Linked DNA regions of Mus musculus: all the other regions are linked to region 1. The links are chromatin contacts, called in public Hi-C and promoter capture Hi-C maps. All regions are on one chromosome and are shown on one strand. The core of a region is the stretch at or near the end of the contact, and the rest is flanking DNA. Distances in the headings are between cores, read along the strand shown.

Region 1 (3,742 bases), core at 904-3,403:
GGCCTGGAGCTAAATCAGGTAACCACTGTCATATTTCCTTCTGGATTCCTTTCTAGCTCTGTATCTCTGAAGGATGGGTCTTATGACTCCAGATATTCCAAGTTATTCACACACTAAAAGGTTATTGTTTTTGTTTGGGTTTTGCCTTGTTTTAAAAACATGGTCTAGCCAATTTTAAACTTTCAAAAACTGTTCAAGTTTAGGGGAAACTATTTGGAAAATGATACAGGGAGTTTGATTTTTTTGTTTTTTTGTTTTTTGTTGTTGTTGTTTGTTTTTCAAGACAGGGTTTCTCTGTGTAGCCCTGGCTTGATTTTTTTTATTTTTCTTTTTTTGATTACTCTTCTAATCCCAATTGTATTTAAACAGACCCTGGAGAAGGGGCAAAGTTAGCCAGGTTGTAGTCACCAACTTTTGATTATAGGCAACTGGCTCCTATAACCCAGGCTCTAGGCCCTACATGGCTACTGACCCTGTCCTTTCTAAGGCAGACTTCAGTCTCAAGGTGGAGTGTGAGGAAAACATCAGTTGGTACCCAGCAGGCAGCTCTGAGTGCTGGCAGTGTGACTTGGGAGAAAGAGTTCAGACCTTATCAGTGGACACCCTGATGAAGCCATTCTTGAGAATCATTGGTCCAACTGGACCTCCGGCTTTACTTCTGTTCCCTTCTATGGTTTAGAGGCATATCAAAAAAAATTTTTTTTCTGATATAAACCTCCTCTTTCTGAAGAATCTTTTTTTTTTGAAAAAAAAAAAAAAAACCACCCAAATCTTTATTGTATAGAATATATATAAAATCCTCCAAGATGCTACTCTCTCATTTCCCCATCTTCCTCTTCTTCTTCAATGCCTCTGATGTAGAGGACATTATTACACCTTTTTAGAACTTCACCTAGATGTTCAGACAGCTCCCCATCTATGTACTCTTCTGTATTTGCAAGCTGCATGTTCATGTAGCCATCCATGGAGACCAGGTACTCCATGCCCCACTTAAGTTTCACCATCACTGGCTTTCCTGTCAGTCCATTGAGAGAAGTCTTGGGATTGAGGGGTAAACTCATCGCGACCACTGGCGAGCGCTGCACCCCACTAGCTGTCGACCCCGCCGCTGCCCGCCCCTCGTGACGGTGACCGGAGCGGCTGCTGCTACACGCAAGCGACCCGCGCTAAGAGAAAATCCTTTCTGAAGAATCTTAGGAGGAAATCCTAACTATCGAGTTCAAATTCTCTTAGAACATGACCCAGAGGAGAGGGAAGGACAGAAGCCAATAGAACTCAGTTTTCTGGCTGTGCTTACAGCTAGATTTCTGTGATTACACGCTTGAAATCTGTTAGCTCACGAGGCTGCCACAGGAGGACTGGAACTCGAGGGAAATGGAGGCTACGTAGAAGCACTATCCATTAAAAGCTGATTTCAAAAACATTTATCGCCGGGCGTGCGCCCAGCACTTGGGAGGCAGAGGCAGGCAGATTTCTGAGTTCGAGGTCAGCCTGGTCTACAGAGTGAGTTCCAGGACAGCCAGGGCTATCCTGTCTCAAAAAAAAAAAAAAAAAAGAAAAGAAAAGAAAAAAACCCCACATTTATCTTTGATTTACATCTTCAGTTTGTTTGTTTGTTTGTTTGTTTGTTTTTACTGATGTCGGGAGTGTTAGCCTGCTATGGGAGGTTTTTGCTCAACCCTCTCTGGTTATGGAGGTATAGCAAGTATATCCCCAACCAAGACAAAGTCGGGCAGAGGCGTTAAAAGATTTTCTTCAAATTCCACAGCTTTTAAGAAGGAAGGTGAGTCAAACTTCAGTTAGTTTGAGATCCAACTCTCTCCCAACCTTGCTCCTTGCAGTTTTAGCCCAAAACCTAAAAGTAACCTTAATGAATGAAATGAAATCCCTTGTTCTGTTCCCGCACCTTCACTGAGAATGCTTGGGCACTTATTACTGTATTTTGCATAACGTAGAGGCTTCGTTTGGCGCCACTCCAAGGGTTGAACTGCGCAGCCGCCAAGGAGTGTGGGAAGTAGGACAAGAAGATCCCTGGTTCCTAGATTCTCCGCCTCTGAGCTCCAGCCCCAACCTCTGGACCGCCCCCTTTCCCGCCCCGGCCTTCAGGCCCCGCCTCCGAGCCCAGGATGCACCTGGATAAAAACAAAATCCCACGTGACTGGCCCTGAGCTCAGATCATCATGGCGTCTCCCAGTGGGAAGGGATCTTGGACGCCCGAGGCTCCTGGTTTTGGGCCGCGGGCGCTAGCACGGGACCTGGTGGACTCGGTGGACGACGCCGAGGGCCTTTACGTGGCTGTTGAGCGGTGTCCTCTGTGCAACACCACTCGCCGGCGGTTGACTTGCGCCAAGTGCGTCCAGAGCGGTGATTTCGTCTATTTCGACGGCCGCGACCGGGAGAGGTACGGCGGCCGCCACGGCCCTATTGTTTCTGCTTCTCTGATTCCTCTGGCCCAGCCACCAGAGGCTGGAGGCTGGACACCCTAGGCCGGGCCCAGGAGCCCTGCGAGTGTGGAAAAGAGAATGGAGCTGCTTTGCGCTGGCGCTTTGTTGCCAGTGGCAGGGTGGGGGTGGGTGCTAGGTGAACGTAGGTTGCTGTTCCCCACCACCCACCAGAGTTTCTCTAGGGTCCTCTTGGGTACTTGGGGAAAGGAAATACAGTCCTTCTGGAGAAGTCTGTGTAGAGGAGTCTTAGTTCTCCCATTCAGAAGCGTAGTTTTACCTTTTCCCGTCTTCAGACATAAATACATTTTACAGAAGGAATCCGCAGAGAACTAAATTGGTTAGGAGGGCTTGAACCTTGGTTGTCTGTGTCACAGGTGGATACAGCTCTTTGTGAACGAGGACCAGGACTAGGTTACTTCCTTCTGTAATCCCAAAGTTGATTTTGTCACTGGGGATACTGGACTGTGTTTTTGAGTTGCAAGTCCTTAGTTAAAAGAACTGCGTTTAAGGAAATATTTTGTCTTTCTTTTGAATTAAGATATTAGAAAACTGAATGCTTAGCTGAAGAATCTTTTACTCCTAACGTTTGTTTCAACAATAACGAAATAGGTAACTTTTTAGTATGTTTGTTTGAGACAGTGTCTCACTATGTAGCTCTCTCTGGGTGGCCTGGAACTCACTATATAAATAAGACTTGCCTGGAACTCGGAGAGATCCTTCTGCCTCTGCTTCCTGAGCGCTGGGAAAAGTGTGTGTGCTATTATGTCCAGATAAAACAATTTTTTAGTCCTAAATTTGAAGCATTTATTTTTTTACAACAACCCATGCAAGTTATTGCCAGCCGATTACTTGAGGAGACTTGTACGTAGTAAATGCCTTGTTCCAAGGCCCCAAACAGTTAAAACCCAGACATCCTGGATCCATATACGGGTGCATTTAACTGCAAGGCTATGTAACATGTAAATTTTGGGGGTGTTTTAATCCCCATTATTCCTGTGAATGGGGCTCATTTCTTTTTCTTCTGAAAATACTGGTGTAACAGCATCTTTTTAAGTTCATTGCTGTTTTATGGATCCACATGATGATTTTAGTACGTTATAGCTCTAAAAGTTAAACCAGTTTTGTTTTAAGAAAAACAAGTAGGAGATAGGAATGTCTCATTGTTGAGTCTTATGAAATATTTAGCTTCTACATTTTCCTATTTTTAAGATTTATTTATTTTATGTATATGAGTACACTGTTGCTGTCTTCAGACACACCAGAAGAGGGTGCCAGATCTCATTATGGATGGTTGTGAG
Region 2 (3,742 bases), core at 653-3,152, 290 kb after region 1:
TACTTTATTAGCCTGTACATACTACTTAAAATCTATTGCCCAGAACATGCTCATAAACTTGATGAAGGCAGCAGTCACAGTTTTGGATGCATTTAGCATTTGAAGGTTTTATAGGCTAACCCCACTTTAAGCAAAACTACTATATACCTTAGTGCCTAACTAGTAACATGAGGCCTTAATAGTTTTAGACTTCCACGAGTATCTTCTATGTACTTCAATAATTTGGTGGAACTAAGTATCACCTCTACTTTAGAGGTGAGAAATCTGACAATCAGGAAAATAAAGACACACACTCACACTCAAGGTCATACAACAGGTTAGAGTTAAAATTAAAAACGAAACTGTTTAATCATCAGGCTTAAGCTTATTCATACCTGGGAAATCAGCAAAGGAAATATTATCTTAACCTGTCAATACTGACTTGGTTGTTAGGGCAGAGAGAGCGGGCAGGTGTGCTGACATCATTCATAGTTCTAAAATCAAATGGTATCACAGGCACTGTCTAAAGTATTTACATCAATAACTCTTGTTCCCACTTGCAAGTTTCTGAATGGTGAGCTCTGAAAAGCATTACTCTGAAATCCCATTACAATATATTCAATATATAGATGAGTATCATCAGCTCAACTTGAACCTCACACTGTACCTACTCATTTTTATTGTCCAGGTACTGGGCAAAAGAATTATAAATTGGCCTGTCTAAAAACAATAATTTCAAAATAAAAGTAAGTTACTCAAAAGTCATTGTCTCAGGTGCCTTTATTCTTGTGGGAAATTAACAATAGGGTTTTGTTTTGTTTTTTAAAAAAGAATCTCAGATTCTACTTGAGCCAACTACTCTTCCTTTTTATTCATATACAAATCTGAGTGTCTTTTTGGAACCCAGGTTCTTAGAAATGCCTTACAAAATGCCACCATAGCAAGAATACCACGGTTTGAGTAATAACTAAGCTTGCAATTTTTTTAATAAGTTATCTAGATCTACCTCTGTAGAGTTTTCCGGTAATAAAAATAAGTCTGACTGAAACTGTACAGTGGGTACCACAAAAACGCCGTCAAAGCCCCAATTATCACCGAAAATCATAATTTTCAACAGACCAATTTATTAATATGGAGAACGTGAAGAAACAAGAAAAGCATAAACTTAACGGGCCAAGACCTGACTTAGTAGAGGATGTGTTATCGACTGCCACGATGAACAGAAACCTGTAACAATACAAATTAGACCTCTCCTTTTAGATCTAAAAGCAGTTTGGTAAACTTTGGTCGGAACTAAATAGAAAACCCAAGTTAACTCTCTTTAGCATTATTTAGCTAGAGTCGCAAGAAACAAGAATCAGTCCATCCTTTATTACCACAGAAATGACAAAGTTGAGGGCACGAAGGGCGTGAAGAATAAAGGCTTGCCAAGGTCTGTCCCTAACCCGGTCCCGAGGAGCTCGATCGGTTCAAGGAGGCGACTACGGTGGCTCGGGAGGAGATCCTGAAAGGGCAGGCGTCAAACCCCAGCCCTCGCCGCCACCCTTCCCCCTCTCACCTCTCCGAGCTCAGCTCAAGCGGAGCTGTCCGAGCGCCTGCCGCCATCACCACCGCCATCACCCGGCGCTCGCTCAAGCGCGGAAGAGAGGCCCGGCCACTCCCGCTCCTCGTGCGGCTCCCGCCAGGCGGAGGCCTGGCTGTCAGCCCCCGCCCCGGCTCCACGGTCAGCCCAGAGTCAGACTTGCCGCTGCCTCCGCCTGCTCTCCAGGGACCGCCGCCACTTCCGGGTTCGGCTCCCACCTTTTCTTTCAGAGCGGCCCCAGCCACCAGCTCTCGGCTTCGAGGCGGCGCGCTTCTGACGCCACCACCCGGCGACCTCGGGCCGGACCTGGGCTGGGCGGCGGCGGGCCGCGCATGCGCACAGGGCGAGCGCGCCAGAGCGCGGGAAGCGGCTCCGTGCTTCCATCAGAGCAGACGCTGGTGCACACCGCTTGCTCCTCGCCCCCGCTGCCCGTGCTTGCAGAGGGGAAAGCTTGTCATCTCCCGGGCGTGTGTGACATACCTTCCGCTGCATCGTGCTGTGGCTCCTCGGGTGAGGGAAACAGGACTGCACGGCGCGGAGAGGACGATCGCCCTACTGAAAAAAATACCAGTTCTTACAAAACGGCTCAGGTAGGGAAAGATGCCGGCCACACAGAAGCCCATGAGGTACGGACATACGGAAGGGCACACCGAAGTCTGCTTTGATGATTCTGGAAGGTAAGCGTCTTTGGAAACAAAGGACGGGTCCAGCGTGAATGTTAGCCGTCATTCTCGGTATGGACAGCCGGTCGAAGATGACCGATGCGGAGGGACAGAGGAAGGAATAAACAAGGAGCGCCTCTGCCCTGAGGCTTGTTTGCTTTGAACTGTCGTGGCACTTCTAGGACCTCACGAAAATTAAAATCCTTTACCCAGAGGAGTGCCTTCCCGCCACTCACGTCCTCATTCGGTGTCATGTTTATTTTATGAGACAGTTAAGCATCAGCAGTTGCTGTAAATTGCAATGACTGTCGTGCCCAGGAGATGGAATTTTGCAGCTTCCTCTTTCACAGTGTCCCCTGTGTACTAGAGGACATAATGTAAATGTCTAGTTTAGGGCTCAATACTGAGAAGTCGCTTCTTGTCAGCACCTTGTGCGGTCATGAGGCTCTACAATCACCACCATTTACTGGAAATAGAGGCTTCTCTAATTCTTTCTTTCTTTCTTTTTTTTTTTTTTGGTTTTTCGAGACAGAGTTTCTCTGTATAGCTCTGGCTGTCCTGGAACTCACTCTGTAGACCAGGCTGGCCTCGAACTCAGAAATTCGCCTGCCTCTGCCTCCCAAGTGCTGGGATTAAAGGCGTGCTCCAGGCCGGCTGAGGCTTCCCTAATAAAGGCTGAGGGTAGCATTTGAAATGTACATAAATATTTAGACAGCAGTTTGAGGTTATGCAATTTAGCTATGCAGTAGTGTACCCCCTAGGGCCTGAGACCTCCCCTTGCTATGGGCTTTTGAAAGGGTTTACCTACCAAGAATGGGTTCCCCTTTGTGGAATAGACCTTAAATCCAAAAAGCACTTGGTTACCCCTATAGCAGCCATGTCACGCATGCCCACTCAAGTGGACCATTCTTGCCTAGAAGCTGGTGTCCTAGTGAGGGCCTCCTAAAGCACAGGCTGGTCTCCAACTTAACGTGTAGCTGAGGCTGCCTCTGCCTGGCAAGCACGGAGATTACAGGCAGGGCTACTACACTGATGAACACTTTCCTATGACCCCCTTTGGGTTTTCCAATTTGGGAGTTAATCTTTTTTTTCTTCTAAACATTTATTTTATTCATATTCCTTCCTTCCCTCTCTCCTTCCCTTCCTTTTCTTTCCTTCCTTTTTTTATCTTTTTTTTTTTTTTGCCATTAGCCCTCTACTGTTTTTATTTAATTTGCACTTTTATGTGTCCAGATAGGACATAAACAGAATGAACAAAAGCACTTAGGCGATGAGAAGTTTGAAAAACAAGCAATAACCTATTCACATGGCTATTTTAATAATTTTTGGGGTACTCGTTGAGCTCATATATTCAGACATTGGTTATAGTCTCTGTGTGTCCCGAGCTGGTACTGGGGATGTGATGGTGGCTGAGCAGACACAGTCCTTGCTGTTGCAGAAATCATGTGCTCGTCTTTCTCTCACGTTATTACCAAGAAATAATTTTATGCCAAGGAAGAGCCGCAGAGAACATTAAACT
Region 3 (3,742 bases), core at 569-3,068, 290 kb before region 1:
GGGAGGAAATTATGAGCTTCTATCCAAACCACAGATCTGAGAACAGCTGTCTGTTCTGAGCTGGCTTCACACGCACGCACACACACACACACACACACACACACACACACACACACACACACACACACGCGCGCGCGCCTCTACAGAGGATTTATGATGCGGTTAAGAAAGCTCTATCTGGGACCAGTCTGAAGAGTATTTGGTGAAGGAAGGTGCCTGGCAGGACAGATGTGCTTTGACCCCTACCTCACTGGCAGGGAGCTCTAGGGCAAACCCACCTCCCTCATCTGCCTGCACTGTCTCCAGCTATTCAGTGGAACCATTCCTTTGCATTTCATTTATGTCGGTGTCCACTAACAACAGCACACTGAATCTGTCTCAGTAGACTGCTGTGGAATACAGCCGCTGAAACTACTCTTAGGTCTTTGTCTCTGACATTTCCTTTCCAATTAGGCTCAAACAAAACCAATTCTGCCCAGCCTCCTGGATACAAACCTCAGGGTGTTCTTTAGCGAAGGCCTAGAAGGAACGCAAGTCCTTCAAACGTCTTACAGTCCTTCTTCCGAAGGCCCATCAACTCCTTTAATCCCTTCTATCTATATTGTTGAGCTCCTACAAAAACCAAACTTGACCTGAAATTTAAAGTACTTAAGTCTTTTAATTAAAAAAGTTTTGACAAGTGCATTTTTTTACAACTAATGTCTGTTTTTGTAACAGATAGCTACTGTGTCAACATCTAAGGGCTGTGCTTTGCACTGGGTTAAACACAGTTCAAATTAGAAAGACTATGCCACTGTGTTTGTCTAGAAAGGGTAGGCATGTGAAGGAGTGAAATGCCCTAAATTAACCTTGAAGCCCCACCTGACCCCCGCAGACCAGATAACTTCCTGGAATGCTGGGAGTTGTGGTTCTTGGGAAATAACAATACCTCATGGGAAAGTAAGATGGCCTATAGGCTTGTCTTTATTAACACCTCCTACCCCCACCCCCAAAACACAACACGTGTCTCAGAGCCACTCAGCAGGGAAATTCCGGGGAGTGGTCCTGATCAAAGTCCATCTCTTGGTCAGTATTTAATATTTAATAAAGCGTCTTTCAAATTTGGTCCCAAATGGGGGAGGTGGTTTTGCTCCAGTGCATAGCTCAGACCTTCCCTCCGAAGGGTCACATTTGTGATAAATTGACAGTATTTTGACCAGAGAAAAGTATGTTAATATCCATATGTTCGTGGAGCTCTTCAAACTTTAGATGTAAAGGGATGGGATTGAGACATCTTCTTCAGGGAAGAGGAGGGGGAGTCTGTGGGTGTAGAGAAAGAAACGAGCACAGGACTTAGGGCAAAGTTCCTCTGGGTTCTGCGGGGTGTTTAATTTTCAGTCTCTTCCCCTCCAGCTTTAAGCCTCCCTGGCTACTGGGATTTCAGTAAGAAGATTAAGGACAGTTAACGTTCCTCTTTGGCAAGTTTTGTCTTTGGGTAGACAAGGGAACTTTAGAGACACTCCCTTCCTGAGCTACTGGAGAAAAAGAGCAAAGTAGGTGGGGGAGGGGACCCCCCCCCCAGGCGGCTCTCTCCGAGTACTAGAGAGTGCTAGTTTCTGAATCCCGACAACGCAGAACAACCTAGTCTCTAAGCCCCAATGGAAAGACTGTACCATGGAGGAGGCATCATGGATCAGAAAGGTCTTTAAAAAGAAAAGAAACCTCATAGACTGTTTGTAATCGGTCAAATGAACATTCTCATCTAACCATGCGCAGCACCTCTTGTTTACAACTGGCACTCTACCCCACCCTGCCTCTCCGTCTAGCCCACAGTTGGAACGCAGTTGCATTGTAAATCTGACAGGCTCACATTTACACCACATTCTCTCCCATCCGGCCATGAGACTCAGGTGACCAGGAAGCATCAGCTGGAACAAGGACAACTCAGGAGTGCAGGGGGTGGGGGTGGGAGAAGCATGCCATGGGCTAATCCTTGACCACAGCAGAAATAAGCCAGCACATAAATGTCTTCTGCTCCCTGCGTACTTCCAAGTGAGCAGCTTTGAGAGAAACTTCAAACAGTGCTGTGGGGTGATGGGCCCAGTCCCCCAGCAGCGGCCACCAGAGCTCTGTGACTGTGATTAAGCTGTTGAAGATCTCTAGGATTCTACCTCCACTTTAAAAAGAAAAAAAGGGGGATACTTCCAAGAGTGGTAGCAAACACATATTTATATTCCAGCACTTGGGACATAGAGCAGATACAGGGTTCTAGGCCTTCCTTGGCTGAATAGTGAATTTGAAACAAGTGTGGGTTGTATGAGAGACCCAGTCTCAAACAACAACAGCACACATACACACACACACACACACACACACACACACACACACACACACACACCACTTACCTTGAAGGCCTACATTAAGCCACCTGCCTGACGTTGACACAGGGCTCCTATTGGGAATATCAGCTGGGACCCTTTCTAACCCTTTTGCCAACAATCAGAGATGAATCCTTCCATCCTTTGATTCCTGTTGGACCCCCGACCAGTTTATCCTTTCTTTACAGTTGCTTTGAATTCTGAAAAATGATGTGATCATTGCAGTGCGCCTTTTGTTAGGTCTCAAATTTGGGCTAACTGAGGTGCCTATTTAACATATCAAAGTGGACCCTGATCACCAGGTTCTCCCAGCATTCCTCAGTCCCTACCTGTTACAAGGTATGGCTGGCAAACCCAGTCCACTGAGTAAGGTGCCCTTCACACCTGCAAACCAAGAATTAAGCTGTCCTTCCCTATATAATCCAGCCATTTTGGTTACCCCGCCTTTTGTCTACCCTTCACTCTCCTGCCTCTGCCCTCTCCCTTTCCCTCACAGAGCTTGGCTCAAGCTCTTGTTCTCTGTGGATTCTCCAGGGGTAGCCTCTGGCTATGCTCTCACTCCCTTTTATATATATACAATAAACTACCTCCTCCTCCATACTTAGGTGTGGTCATGCTCTTCCTTTATTTTATTTTTCATTCACTTTTCTTGTCTAAATGATTTTTGGCTCTATCTTCCCTCAAAGCTCTCCTCTTTTTGCCTCTGCATAAGCATGGTGAGTGGAATTTCCCTACAGTTTTCAGTCTCCTAAGGTCCAGAGGCAGAGTGTACTGGCTAGTTTTGTATCAACTTGACACAGCTGGAGTTATCACAGAGAAAGGAGCTTCAGTTGAGGAAATGGCTCCATGAGATACAACTGTAAGGCATTTTCTCAATTAGTGATCAAGGGGGAAAGGCCCCTTGTGGGTGGGACCATCTTTGGACTGGTAGTCTTGGTTCTATAAGAGAGCAGGCTGAGCAAGCCAGGGGAGGCACACCAGTAAAGAACATCCCTCCATGGCTTCTGCATCAGCTCCTGTTTTCTGACCTGCTTGAGTTCCAGTCCTGACTTCCTTAGGTGATGAACAGCAGTATGGAAGTGTAAGCTAAATAAACCCTTTCCTCCCCAACTTGCTTCTTGGTCGTGATGTTTGTGCAGGAATTGAAACCCTGACTAAGACAAATTGGTACCAGGAGTGGGGTTTTCCTGTGACAACCTGAGCATGTTTGGGGGAGGACTGTGGAAGGACTTTGGAACTTTGGGCTTGAAGACCCATTCGATCCCTGTCAGATGTTGTGTAGGAGCTTGGAAGAGAATGTTGAGAACAGTGCAGAAGATGGAGGTATGGCTTGTGAAATTTCAGAGGGAAAATTAAAGACTCTTTTCAGGGCCATTGCTGTTTTG

What was found. Hi-C and Micro-C count contacts between places; a contact is called where the count stands out from the background. Capture Hi-C pulls out chosen DNA fragments and counts their contacts.
Region 2: a promoter capture Hi-C map of adipose tissue shows a contact between it and region 1. The contact joins the promoter of Wdhd1 here to the promoter of Atg14 in region 1. A contact is called at or near these places in 10 of 39 promoter capture datasets (the 3T3-L1 cell line, the C10 cell line, the HPC-7 cell line and 7 more), 2 of 484 Hi-C or Micro-C datasets (embryonic fibroblasts and embryonic stem cells), 10 of 115 datasets of contacts at active chromatin or transcription factors (the 230-238 cell line, the SCID.adh cell line, effector CD8 T cells and 3 more) and 2 of 9 other capture datasets (adipose tissue and liver).
Region 3: a Hi-C map of embryonic stem cells shows a contact between it and region 1, with 2.6 times the contacts expected there. The contact joins the enhancer-like site here to the promoter of Atg14 in region 1. A contact is called at or near these places in 1 of 39 promoter capture datasets (pre-B cells), 1 of 484 Hi-C or Micro-C datasets (embryonic stem cells) and 1 of 115 datasets of contacts at active chromatin or transcription factors (embryonic stem cells).

What each region holds. Positions count from the first base shown.
Region 1 is chr14:47,566,845-47,570,586 of GRCm38.p6, reverse strand. Atg14 (autophagy related 14) reads left to right here and starts at 2,153. Exons shown (of 10, transcript NM_172599.4): 1 at 2,153-2,401. The coding sequence starts at 2,181. It also overlaps the pseudogene Gm6616.
Region 2 is chr14:47,275,017-47,278,758 of GRCm38.p6, reverse strand. It overlaps Wdhd1 (WD repeat and HMG-box DNA binding protein 1), which reads left to right and starts at 1,902. Exons shown (of 25, transcript NM_001360532.1): 1 at 1,902-2,238. The coding sequence starts at 2,162. Socs4 (suppressor of cytokine signaling 4) reads right to left here and starts at 1,839. Exons shown (of 2, transcript NM_080843.3): 1 at 1,538-1,839.
Region 3 is chr14:47,854,632-47,858,373 of GRCm38.p6, reverse strand. No RefSeq gene overlaps it. Among named protein-coding and RNA genes, the nearest start is that of Gm35360, 42 kb to the right of the region's middle. Within about 2 kb of position 1,818, at least 10 of the 459 cell types and tissues checked have an H3K27ac peak or open chromatin away from gene starts, as enhancers often do. A contact at or near this core is called in embryonic stem cells, where this site is marked.